Regions from separate parts of the Takifugu rubripes genome. Here region 2 is linked to region 1. Evidence: chromatin contacts called from public Hi-C data. All regions are on one chromosome and are shown on one strand. The core of a region is the stretch at or near the end of the contact, and the rest is flanking DNA. Distances in the headings are between cores, read along the strand shown.

Evidence for each region. Hi-C and Micro-C count contacts between places; a contact is called where the count stands out from the background.
Region 2: a Hi-C map of an unstated tissue shows a contact between it and region 1, with 8 times the contacts expected there. The contact joins the promoter of meis2a here to the promoter of dph6 in region 1. A contact is called at or near these places in 2 of 2 Hi-C or Micro-C datasets (muscle and an unstated tissue).

The regions. Positions count from the first base shown.
Region 1 is chr2:6,390,083-6,396,807 of fTakRub1.2, forward strand. dph6 (diphthamine biosynthesis 6) reads right to left here and starts at 1,563. Exons shown (of 12, transcript XM_029827658.1): 1 at 1,407-1,563; 2 at 995-1,086; 3 at 203-387. The coding sequence starts at 1,429.
Region 2 is chr2:6,586,250-6,593,192 of fTakRub1.2, forward strand. It overlaps meis2a (Meis homeobox 2a), which reads right to left and starts at 2,917. Exons shown (of 14, transcript XM_029828717.1): 1 at 2,782-2,917; 2 at 1,686-2,522; 3 at 946-1,172. The coding sequence starts at 1,697. LOC115247337 (a long non-coding RNA gene) reads left to right here and starts at 3,062. Exons shown (of 2, transcript XR_003886404.1): 1 at 3,062-3,818; 2 at 6,010-6,943.

The DNA.
Region 1 (6,725 bases), core at 313-2,812:
TGATGACTGCTTGAGCGTAAACACACAATGAAGCACTGCAACAGGGAGTTTACATAGTTACGGTGTATTGTAATTCTATCCAGAATAAGATTGAATCTCTTTTTTACCATGGTGTAATGTCTGTGCAACAATAACATTCAGTAAAACAATGGCAAGCAGATATTATTCTTATGCGACTATGTAAACCTTACAGCACACATACCTTGACAAGGTGCAGGAGGTCATACAGGTCTTCCACCTCATCGCCATCTGTTTTAGTGTAATTCTTGCTGGTGTCTAGGCTGGAGCCCTGGATAATACGTCTGTATAAGGGCAGATCCATAGCTTCAGCATACAGATCTATGGCCTGGTGGCCCACTGTTTGGTACATGTAGCTGTCCAACTCATCTGTAACATGAAGGACGAGATGAAAAAACTAGATATAATAGAAACAATCGGCAGGTCTGGAAAACCTTGATTTCAAAAGCACAAAGAAAACCATGCTTAATGTAAAAATAAATGAATAATAATATTAAAATAGCAGTAATTTTATACTTTTAATTTTACCATGTCTATATTGATTTATATACAAAATTGGAACAACATATTAATGTTTAAATGTTTTAATTTCCAGCTGTAATGAAGGACAGAGCAATAGAAATGTGTAATCAAAATAATTATAGAATATATTTCCAATATATTTTGTGGATGGGTTTTATTTTGCACCAAATTTTTGTCAAACTGAAATAATTGCAAACTGATTTTTTGAAGTTTAGGCAAACTGCTGAGCTTCAATGCTAAACTCAAAAAGCCAAACATGAGCAGGAGTTTAATCCCACTGTACATGGTGGCATTTTATTGGGGAATTTTTCAGTTATGTTAAAGGCATGTAAAGTAAATTGCCACAGAGAAAAAGTTCTTAATTCATTGTTCAGCAGAAGTGCAGGTGGCTGGCCCACATTGGGGCTAGTGTCAGTCGTAGATCATAAAAACCCCAGCAGTACCTTTTCCTCACCTGTGTTTGCAGGACGGAGATTAGCCAGTGCTACAATCTGGTGACCAGCAGCCACACACTGCATCATGTTGTAGCAGCTGTCTTTGCCGCCACTAAAAGACAACGGGAGAAACAGGCAAGGTAAATAAACATGACTTGTTCATTCAAAAAGCAGACTTATGCATTATCAGGGAGATGTAGTGGTGTCATCCTAATAGGCAGAGGTAGAGAGTTGTACATGAAATAATCTTTAATAATACTGTTGAGGTATTGAGGTAAAACAGGAAAAATGACAGACAAATACCTTATCCAGTGGATTATTTTAGTATTCCTACAGCACAGCAACATAGATTTTTGTAGCTACCAAGAAAAACATTCGAGTTTGTGCCAATGTGTGAACTGTGACACGGATACTACAGATCAGCGCGATTACCTTATCAACGCGACTACTTTCATCTTCTTAATGTTCCTCTAGAGTCAAATGGGAACCGGTTCAGTACTCTATAATGGTCCACAACTAGACACTGTGCTTAGCAACCGGTTGCATGTACGCATGTAAGAGCACTACACTTCCGGGTTGTCAAAGGACCACGGTAAATAGCAAGTCGTCCAAAAATATGCCTGATAGAAAATCAGAGCCGATATGCTCTCCCCCTCTGGGATTTAAATGCCATTTATATTAGATGTTTGCATTGTAATTTTGGTTTTAAGCAATAAAATATTTTAAAAGTGTGACATGATTTCAATTTTCAATAAAATATACTGAAAATATTATTCAAAGTACTGGTGATGCACTCTGCATTGTTGAAAAAACTACCCGTGGAAGGGTATGGTGTGCAAATAACTGCAATAATGATGCTGGCACACACCTATTGCCTTGTGTGTCTCAGGAGAGAACCCAAAGTCCATGCGGTGGTATTCACAGAGTTTGACTTTTTCCTCTGAGGGAGCCCCAGTTTGCTCAGAGGAAAGTCTTTGATGCTCTTTACTCTCTGTTGCTGTGCCAGAACATAGTAATTGCACGGCTTTTTTGTGTGTGTGTTTCCCTCACCTTCCACCCCTAAGCAGGCTAAAGGCAATGGATTTTGTTTGACTGTACAAAATGGGGTGAGACATGTTTTCATCCCAGTGCTTTTTTTTGGTTGATGTTTTTTGTCATGTTCATCCTGAACATAAAATGTACCACACTACAAACACCATTTGCATCGTGGAATACTCTGGGTATACAAACTGAGAACAAGAACTGCTTTTGAATGGGTAATATACTATTCAATGTAATTTTATATAAGGCATAATCTCCACTACAAAAATGTGTTACTTGGTGTTTGAGAGCACATTTCCCAAAAACTTGGTCTCTGGTGTGTTTTCCTTTTGTTTTATAAACAGTATTTAATCATACCAATGTGTTGCATAGCTTGATTCATTTGTCCAAGTGGATACTATAAATAATTTATGTACTGTAAACATGAAAGCAGTATGATTTATTAAGGTATACTGCAGTTGTAATAGTTATATTTAGTCCCTGTGGGGCAGGATAATCAGAAAACAATCCCTTCAGCATGAAAGGACAAACTTCATTTGATTCGGATGAGTAATACTGAAAAAAAAATTCCTTTAATGCTTTACAAAGCACCATGTGTGTACTAACTCCAACTGAAGTTTTGACAGACAGGATAAGACTGATTTAAACTGGGTCACTTCAATTTTAATATTACCCAGACAAATAAAGAGGTGGGCGGCTCTGGATTTATTTGCGGTTGCATTTTGCTGACATAAAAAGCAGTTTATGTCCTTATTGTTGATGCAGCAGGGATTAAAAAAAAAAAAGAAAAAAAAGGGTGTTGATGGATAGCCAGCCGCAGATACAGCCAATAGATGGGAATATGAGACGCATAAATATAAAGCATGGCGGCGGGAATGAAATGACACCCTTGGCCTTTTCTTAAAGTAGCATGTGCATACGATACGACAGGTGATTTACACGGACACACAAACTAATTTTTGCCACACAAGGACACGAAAACTTTGGATGCGATGAGAAACTCGAAGGCCTCAAATCACAAGACCGTAAATTGATTGTCAGAACGGGGCGGCCAAGGTTACGTGCTGAGTGGCCAGACCGCAAACACACATCCACGCTTGTAGACTCTTAAACAATGTGACAACCCAAGTACTACACTGCTCAGTGACACACTCTTTTAATAATAAAACTTTATCTCCACAATTAATCTGCATGTTTATGATGCTCAATAAATTTTCTTGCTATCAGCGCCGGAATTTAGCTGGATCATGTCACGATCAACAACAAAGCCGCTGTTTAAATTTTTAGGAACTGTGTGGTTGCTACGGGAATCTTGTCTGCAGGGATCTTGGATTATCATTTAAAGAGATGCTCAACATTAATTACAGGACATTTTTGCTGAGCAGCAGGCTTTATTTTAGTGGTCGTAATTTCTTCCTTTCTCAGTGAACACTGGTCACATCACAGAAAATGTTCTTTCACAGCTCAAACCAGTGTTATTACTCTGATTTAATGCAGAACTCAAGTTGGATTTCGACTAATTTGGTTTTAAGTTTTGTCCTAGCCAGAAACATGAAGCAGACGATGCAGTGCCAAATTAAAGCATCTTTTCTTCCAGTTCTTTTTTTCTGGACCTCACAGTATGAATCAACATCTGAATCTACTAGAGTTTCTCTCTATAAATGAAGCTATAGTGTAGCTAGCTACACATGTAATGACAAGTTAATTATAGGTGAAGTTTGATGAGGGCTGATGACAGCCAAATGTTATCTCAGCAAAGTGATACGTTTGTGGGAAATGATTGAAGACAGTCCTGTGGATCCTTAACTTTATTTCCTCTCTGGTGTTGCCTCCATCAGGGGCTCATTTTCCAAAGAACTATCAACATAATGATACCTCTTTAGGGTCTAACCACATCCAAATCAGTTAGTAAACAACCCAAACGGGGATCTGTACACATTTTTACAGACAATTAACCGTTATCACGAGGGGCCCAAATGGATTAGTGGGCTCGTTAATGTCTGAGGCTAATCGGTCCTTGATTGTAAATGTGAGAGAATGTGAAATAAAGTCGTGGTTTGATCCAAATTGTGTTTGATCATGGCACCATCTTTAACAACAGCCCCAGCCCTGCAAACAGTAATTGAGGGTTTTATTTTTTTCTTTCTAAATCCCCCAAAGAGAATCTGGCTTTTCAGCATCATCCCATTTGCTTTTAAACACCCAAACGCATTCGAATTAAAGGAAATTGGTTCCCCTCATCAGCTGCTGCTCTTTTGTGAAAGCCCTGAGATCATTTTTCCCCCTGGATAATCACAACTTGGCCTTTAAAATAATCTTTGATCAGCCTTTTGAGATTATTTTCAGCGCTACTTGTATTTGCATTTAATCTGCCTACCCAGCATCCCGAACCCAGCCAAGGGTTTGAATTGCATTTGATGAATGTCCCTGTTCATTTTGGGCAATAAGGCCTAGACCCAGGAATAAAACACTATCAAGATACTTTACAGGATCGATTAAGACCTGATTTATGCACAGTTAGCATCTGTACCTTCTGAAAATGGCAATGCTGGTGTGCTAAGGTACGGAAGAGATGTTACACATTTATGGATCTCAATTCTGTATAAGATGTAAATGCAAAGAAAGAGTATACTTTTAATCAGTCCTTGTATGGTAGTTAGTTTATCTGTAAACACCACCTACAGGTTGGAACCGATGTCACTCTGTATAGGTGAGGAAAAGCAAACAGTTACGTGAACAAAAAAATGTCAATGCATGTAATAAAGATCAAGCCATTGCACAAAAAGTGTTGATGAGAGTTCTTTACTACAAACATTAAAACCTCTCACTAAAAACTGGTGATCTCATCATGATTTTGCTCCTGAGATAGATGAAAAAGATATCATTCAGCCACTGGGGACTATGATTAACATTACCAGTTCATGTAAAATATAATCCTCCTGACTCTAGAGCAAGAACACATATTCAAGGATGCCAAATGGACTGTGAATGTATATTATATATATATCACTTGTCAGCTGACTTAAATTTAGCTTAAAACCATACAATTTAACATCTGGAGATATAAAACATGCATAACATTCTTAAGTGAGTATGAAATCAGGATTTTTAAGATAAATAATCAACTAATCTAACACTGCAGGCAAAGAAAACCCCCATTCCAAAACAAATAAAAATCAACCAAGTCTTTAAGTACATGTGTAATTTCCCAAATATTTCTCCTTGATTAGGAATTCCCCACGGCGTGCTCGGCTCATGTTGTGGTTTCAGTGGCTGAGCCTTGTGACGCTCCAGCAAAAAGGCTGTGGTCCATCAAAGAATGCCAGCCTTTTCAAGTAATAAAAGGGTTAATGCCAGCTACTGAAACTGCAGTCAACTGTCTTGCTTCCATAAATTACCCATAATTCCTCCAACTGGACCATTAATCTCATATTTAGAGAGAAATACATATTACCCAGCATGCTTGAATATATGATGACTGTTTTTTTTCCTTCACTCATTAAAGTACTTGTTGATTTGGTGAATAAATATTGTAACCAGGCTCAGCAAAACAGTGACTAATGTTACTGAAAATACTTTCTAACCTGTAAATGATCTAGAGGGATGCTGTGATTAGTTTGTCTGCGCTCTGATATACAATCCAGGGATGGTTTCCCTCTCAGCTGACAAACACAATCCTAATCCAGGAAATAGCCCACAATCCCAATATTGGAGTTGACATCAGAGGTAGCCACAGAGGCGATTCCCACACACCCCTCCCTTGGCTTCAAAGGCCTTTTTGGGCCTGTTACAGGTTTCCCCCATGATGAAGTGTGACACTCCACAAACACAAAAGCCCCAGCCCTCTTGTGGGTCCGCGTTGCTTTTCTTGGATCGCCCCAGACTGACCAGTGCCAAGTAAACTTGGCGGTTGTCAGAACGGGCCTTATATCTGCGAAGGACGTGTGGTGTCTGTGTTATTGTTGTGCGCGCGTGTGTGGTAATGTGTTACGTGTAGGGAGAAGGCCTGTCACGGTCACAGGGCCCCGTCTGTGTGCGGGTGTGATTTCACCTCTGAAATGATGTAACATTCACCCCTAATCAAAAACACCACACAGTTGGACTTGCTAGTTTGTCCAAAATAACGCTTTATTTCACCTTCGCAGCTGAAGGACTTGAAGGCCACAGTAGCAGAATATTAATGCAGTATTTTTAGTACAGAGTCGAACCTCAATTATCATAGTTCTGCAGCCTATTTCCTTTCATTTGTTTCATCCGCTTATCCTTGTTTTAGTCTGTACCCTCACCTTCCATCCGTCCACCACCCTCAATGGTTAGCTTTCCTTCTTTTTCCCCACGGAAAGACGTCACCTGTACTGAATGGCTGGCCCCAGTTCAGCCAGACCAGCAAACTCCCTGCCAGAGCACAGAGAGCTTCGGTCTGCCATTTGTCTTGTGTTTTTTTTTTTTGTTGGAGTTGGAGATATTTGTCCAGCACACTGTCCAATGTCAACACCACCTTGAAATTCCATGCTGCTACACAAAGTGGGCTTCCTTAGGGAGGATTAGGATTGATGCAGGCTTTGAGATGAACTGTTGAATTGCACGGGTGCAAAAAAAAGGGACTGACCAGTGAAGGCATCATGTATATCAATGACAACCAGGGAACCTTACGAGAGGACGTATTTTAAGATATCTTAAGACAAAAACTTTTTCTTTGCACAGCAACAT
Region 2 (6,943 bases), core at 1,667-4,166, 200 kb after region 1:
GGGACGTGAACGCAACTTAAAACAACACTGGGGCAAATTGAGGCAGCGCGTTTACAGTTTAAAATCAAATAAACTTGTTCTGAAAATATTTTTACAGAAATGCATTACATTGCACATCATAACGATGCAAAAGCGTGAGGAGGTGAATAAAAAACTAGGTATCCAAGCTGCGCCAGGAGTCATGCAGGAAAATAAAATTTAAACGCGTGATTATAAGACAAATGTCGTTTCTTTCATGAATTAAAGTAAAATTAAACTAAAGACGGTGATGGGACGCGTGAGCAGAGCAGATGAGGATTTGCTCCGCACAACACCCGAGATTATAATGATACACACTGGGATTATAACTCTTTCTATGAAATGGGCAGGTTTCGGAAGACCCTTTTCAAAGTCGTGCCATTGTCTCTGTGGCGTCTCTTACGCGCTTTAAGAATAACCTGATATAAAATATAATTACACGTTCAGATTTTAACGCGATTTTTGTGTCCAGGCAGCATGAGAAAACACCAGATGAGTTTTATGGGCAGCCACAACACTGCCGGACTATTCCAAAACGTCGCCCTGATGAAAATTATAATTAACGCAAACTTTATACGGTTTAATTTTTTTTGGTTTATATTTGGAACTCGCCCTTTAGTTTGTTTTCGTGCAGACTGTGACCTCTGGGCTCGGAATGCGCGCAGCGAGACTCCACATTATTTTATAGTTTGTAATTCAGGCTCAAGGCTTAGTCCTACTTCTACAATGCGTCTAAAATTACACATCAACAGAACTCCCCTGACCAAACAATGGGGACCAAAAAATGACGCCCGCTCCGGCACAAAGCACGACTCCCAGTTAGTGGCCGGATAGAAACTTCTGCAAACCAAACTGGAGTAAAATAGGAAATCTAAAAAAAAAATTAAAAAACTTAGGTGTAGGCTCTTCGGCTCGGGCGACCCTTACCCGTAAATTGCATCTTTATCCCGCTTTAAAACGTCGTTGACAGCAGAGCCCATGCTGGTGGGCATAACGTTCGGATGGGGAGCGTGGGTGCCGTAGTGCTGGCTGGAGTGCAGCGGCGGTCCGTGGTTCAGATGGTGGACCTGGGGAAGCGGCCGGGGAGCATGCGGGTCCCCGTACATCGACGCCGTAACTCCGTCCATCCCACCGTAATGGGCCAGCTCATCGTACTGGGAATGAAATCAAACAAAAGTCAACACGAGCTGCCCGGTAACTTATAAAAAAAAAATAAAATAAGAAAGAAGAAAACAAAACAAGTGTGTAAGGAGCACAAAGCACGCCGTCTCATTCTGAACCTACGCAGCGGAAAAACAAATAAGCTGTTGCGCTGAAAACGCGCAGCGCCGACGCATAAAAGTGCCACATATGAAATGTGTTTAATGGTTTGCCATTACCAGAAACATTATAATTCGGGTTGCTCCGCGGAGGAAAGTTTGGTGCGAAGGAAAAGAGCGAATTAGTTTGGAGTCTCCCGTGGAAAAAACTGCCCCGCGACTGGTGGAGGCTGTCGGCAAAAGCAGGGGCTGTCACTTCAGCTGAAGAGCAGGGGCGCTGCAAAAATGTCAAATACGGCGGCTTTGATAGGAATACTTTGTAAATCTGCCACCAGCCGACGAGAGGTTATCGATAGCAGGGCCTCCCTGTGGATCTGAACAGGTAAGTGTAGGAGATTTAAAACCTACCCTTTGCGCCATCAGGCTGCGCTCCAATAAACTCCTGGATCTGTCGTGTGTTTAATATCCCAGTCCCGGTAAGAAAGTCAGCTTTCAACCAACTTTGCGAATTCTCCTATTCGCCAGTGTGGCTCAGTTGAGACCGTTGCATCGGGGAGTTTTTTTTCTCAATTAGTCTCGTTTCCCCTCTTTCCTCGGCAAAAGAAGAAAAAATGCGCCAAAGTGAGGGTTACAATCGGCCCATCAACAACCTGCATGTAACTAAACTGTCGTGTCTCATGGCTTTTTGCCACTCCAGCTGTCAATCAAAGCCAGAGGTTGTCAAGGTAATGAATGAATGACGGTTGGTGATGATGTTCGAGAGAAGGACGAATCTTTTTAGTCCGTTTTCATCCGGCAAGTCCGCGTTTCCTTTAAAGCTTCCAGATCGCTATCTTGTTTTATTATCACTCTTTCTTTTAAAAAATGGAGAAAAAAGAGGCAGCAGAAATTGCGATTGCGATTCGGATCTCTCCTTTCTTCCCCCCGTAGGTATTTCGTCTATCTGGCGAAACTGAGATGAGTGAGTGTCAGCGAGTGTTGGCAGGTTGGCTGCTAGCTTGCTTATAGAAACAGAGTCAGTTCGCAGCGCTGAGCGGTGGGCGAATGAAATGACGGATCCCGGAAGTAGCGGTGGCCATAGCCAGTCCTATAGCAGCTCCAGAAAAGAGAGAGGAGAGACCAAATCTTGTGATATGCAGAGTGTGTGCGAGGAACGGGGACGGCTTCAACTCCACACTGGGGGTAAAAAAGCCAAAGCAGCACAGCTCCAACTCCCACCCCAATTCCGCCTCGCAGAGACGAGTCCTGTAAAGAAAGAGGAGCAGAGAAGAGTGTGTGAGGAAGGTTTGAAGCAGCGCGCACACTTTGGCGGCCATTCATCACATAACACACGACACCGAATCATGTTTTAACACAAAATGACGCACATAAACTTTTACGCACGGATAAACAGCGAATGCGTAAAATTGCAGCCGGCGCGTAAGTTAAACAAAGGATTGTCCCGAGCTGAAATTATCAGGATATCTCATGAATACTGACTTTAATATATGAGCATGACGCTTACTTGTTATCTGTTTTGTGGTTATAAGCTGGTGTGCCTAATATGTCAGTAATGCCTCCTAATCTCGCAGCTAATTATTGCTCCAGTCTCTCTCTCGTTCTTTTTTTTTTAATTTTTTTGTAGCAAATTAAACCACACACCGCACCCCTGCGAGCTCAGAATGAACTTTTCCTGGAGGCGAAAAAAGCTTTTGTGGAGGAAGTAATTTTGTATATTTCTTTCGTCCAATCGGCTGTTCAGATAGAAATCCGCGCCTCACCTCGGAGTAGTCAATTATCAAAGCCCCCTCCACCCTCCACCACCACCCCCCAAAAGATCATCAATCATGTAAGGAGATTGAAGTTTAGAGGAGGAGCAAAGCCGCGGTCATCGATTGCAGTGGAGCCCTGTTTGGAGTCTTGGGCACTTTTACGCACAAAACAGAAGCAGGCCACGCATCCCCTTTAAGATTTAGCTCCATCAGTACTAAGATGGCACCGTGGCCGCATTGACAGACTCTCATAAAAGCTCCATTTATGGCTTCGTAACACTTTTGATGGTCGAAATTAATTATTCACAGGTTAGGATTAAAGAAGACACGCGCTCAGGGAGATGGGTTGCGGCTACCGTTGGAGGGTCAATAAACTCCCGCCCTACCCAACAAACAAAATAGCCAGCAGAGTCGCTCAGGGTCAATTACAGAAATAGCGGGGGTCTTAAAAAATAGTGGGTGAAAAAAAAAAGATTTAATAAATGAAACCGTGGCAACAGTTATGTTTGTTGGCATAAATGGGGGTGGGAAGTGAGGGACTGCTGGGTTTGACAAACGACTGTGTGGACATTTCAACGCGCAATACCCCGGGAAGGAGCTGCAGAGCGGTGCGCAGAGAGCCAAGGCATTCACCGTCTCCAAGACTCTCTTCCACTGTAAACACAAGCCGCTCGGCAGCCTCGACCACTGAAGACTGATATTTTCATAAGCTAAATACTATCGTTCACGTTGATTTGTGCGCTAACGCTTGACTTTTTCCCCCCTTCCACCCTCTTTCTGGACAATCCCGGTAAGTGGAATCAACCTTGTGTTGTACTTTATTTGCCGATTTGTTGCAGTCGCGCGCATTTAAGTAGAAAAGACGCCTTTCCAGGCTCGATTTTTGTATTTTATGATAACGTTATTGTTTTGGGTTTTTTAGACTCTTAAAAGCCACCTCTCGCTGATTTTAACGCACAGGCTACAGATCGTGCGCCATTTTTCCAAAGTTATTGTTGAAATATGTGATTTGGCCCCGAGGCAAGTGATGTAAACACCCGAAGAGTGTGTGAAAATAGCGGAGGCTAATTATGCGTGTCCACGGCTCTAGAAAGACACCCATGCCTATAAAACTTCCAGCAACGACTCAAAACGACGGGAAATTTGGGACTCCATCTTTTGTTAACTATTTGTTGGACTAATTAATAGCAGCTATAAACTCAAGCCTTCACCATTAGCTACGTTCAGGTTTCGAAATTGGTTAATTTTGGCCCATTAACGCCACCTGATGCCACATTACGCGAGCCGCTGTTTCATTTTCTAATTTTATTTTAATCACCATTCACTGAATAGGTGATTAAAATTAATTTTCATCATAAACAAGACCCGTGCCAACTTAAATCCCCTTTTGTCTGCAACATGACGGCGTTTGCAAGCCAAATAATTCCAGAAGGAGGACTCTCAGAGGCGATGATCCGTTTTTAAAAACTAGTTTGGGTTTCCAGGTGCGCGCTCACTATTCGTACGCATATGAAAAAAAGCGGGGGGGTGGACGAAAAATCAGGGGATGACATTAACAGGCGGTAAAATTTCATCTGGTGGTGTCAAATTGGGGTCAGTTTAGGGTTAAAGCTCTCGGTGTCCGTGTGGGACATGGCCAGCTGCGGTTGGGTTCATCTGGAGGAGGGGGGGGGGGGGGGCAAGATCCATTTCAAGGAAAACACTAGTGGGACAATCACCAGGCTAAAGATCCACTGAATGTCACATCCTGAAAGGTGCGCGGGGCCGCCTGCCTGCTTTCGGGCGGCAGCACGGAGACCTCCCCCCCTCCTCTGTTTACTCGTTCGCGGGACTTACACGTCCTCTCTCCGTCTCCTGCCCTGCAGGGCTCGGCTGTTACAGGCCAGCCTGTTGCTAAATATGGAGAGAAATGCATTGTTGATTTAATTCCCTCAAAAAGATTACTGATATGAAACGGGCTTCAAATCCTCTTAGTGACCTTAAACACTCCTGGAGAAACAATTGGCGCTCAACCACAGGAACAAATAAAATCGCCCTAATCTTGTTTGTAACTTTGTTCTTCTTTGGCCCTCTTCACTATTTGAGATTATGCAAATCAGCTAAGCTAATGTATAGAGGCGCCGAGATAAGAGTGGATCACAGCCTCATATACTGGAGTTCACGGGAACCTCTTCCAGCCTGTCCAGTCAAAAACGGGAATAAAGCGATACCCGCTCAGTCATTTTATATAAAACTTTATTTTTAACACAGAGCTTTACATTGTCTTATACACCTACTGAGGCCAAATTCTGCTCATTTCAATTTTGCGTCTTTGCCCTCTTTCCGGTTAGGTATATTTAAAAATTGCATCTAGAGTGAAAGTTTGATTTACTGATGATAATTTGGCACCTCGTTGTTTTGCTCATGCTGAACGCATTAGTCATCTGGATCTGAACTCTCTCTGACCCTGGAATGAAATGTGACTATAGGGTTTCAGAAAGTAGCGTGAGCAACTCAAATACTTGTAAAAGTTTCGCGACTAACTGTAAATTCTTCGGCTCCGAAGCCTCATTTTCCCCTCCACCGATTCTCAGACTCTGGTGTCAGCGGGTTAGTGCAGGGGAGGAGGGACAGAGAGGGAGAGAGAGGGGGGAGACCATCGCTGAGGGGAACCGCGGCTTCTCCCTGCGTAAAAGCGGCTCTCATTGGAAATAGGCGGCCATATAGCGACACCTGGCGGTTTAAGAGGGCATCGATCTGCTGAAAGCGTTGCAGCAAATCAGAGACCAATAAAACTAAAACAAAATAAGTCATTAGCTAAACTGGCGCGATTAGTACTTTTTTTTTTTTTAAATTGCGTTTGATTTGATTTAGATTGTAATGCTGGCGAGTTCATTCAGATTCGTAACGACACAGAAGCACGAACATTAAAATTTAGAGAAGAAAATGTCTCTGCCCGTGTGGATGCATTTTTGGCTCATGGAGTTTTCACTCGTTTGCAGCTCGGATCCTGTTGGAACCCAGCACGTCTGGAAATGCTGTAATTTAAGCAGCTTTTAACGCGATGATTTGTCTTCAGGTGAAGGCGCCATTATTCTGAAAGTGTGAATTAAGGATTCAAATGAAATTATTTCCTACGTTAAAAAAGTGAAACAATAGAAATAAAAGAAAAATGAAAGTCGAGGATATGGAAAATTAAATATTCGAGAAAAAACACCGAGGCCGAAATTATTAAAGCCTGTTGTTATTTTTGTATCTGGTTTTAATTATTTCATTTGAAAAATCTGAAACAAATATATTTGTTTAAATATAAAAATAATCGAAGCACGTAGTGTCAGGTTAAGTTATTGTTTATTATACTATTTAATAACAGAAATGAGCCGACGGTAAATTTAATGCTAAAAGTTCACACGTCAAATTTGTAGACTAAGTCATTCTTTTCATTTCTATTATCTGAACGCGTAAAAACAAATAAAAATCACCTTGTGGAGCTCCGAGTGTCAGTTCTGCTCAGCTGTGACACACTTTGAGCAGGTCACCGCCGAGATTAGAGCCCGTCGTTAACGCCTGTGTGGATACACCAAATGCTGATTTAATGAGCTTGCGCCGGGTGTTTGTCCCAGAATACCTGGTGTGCATGTGTTAGGAACGCCACAGACCGTAATCCTCCTGTTTTTCCTCCTTAACACGTGGTTTTGGGGACAGCTCGATACGCGCAGCCACAAAGGCGCGCGGGAAAATGGCTATAATTTTAGATATCTTTTTTAAAGGTTGGATTGAAACAGATCGAGGCTCATAAAGGCCCATATCCAGCCACATTACCAGATGTAATTGAGAGAAGTTTAAGTGGAGGCCGGGAAAGCGAGGAGTTAATAGCGGTGACCCTCTTGCTGTGCCTCTGTCGCTCATCATTTATCAGGCTTAAGGGGCTTAAAC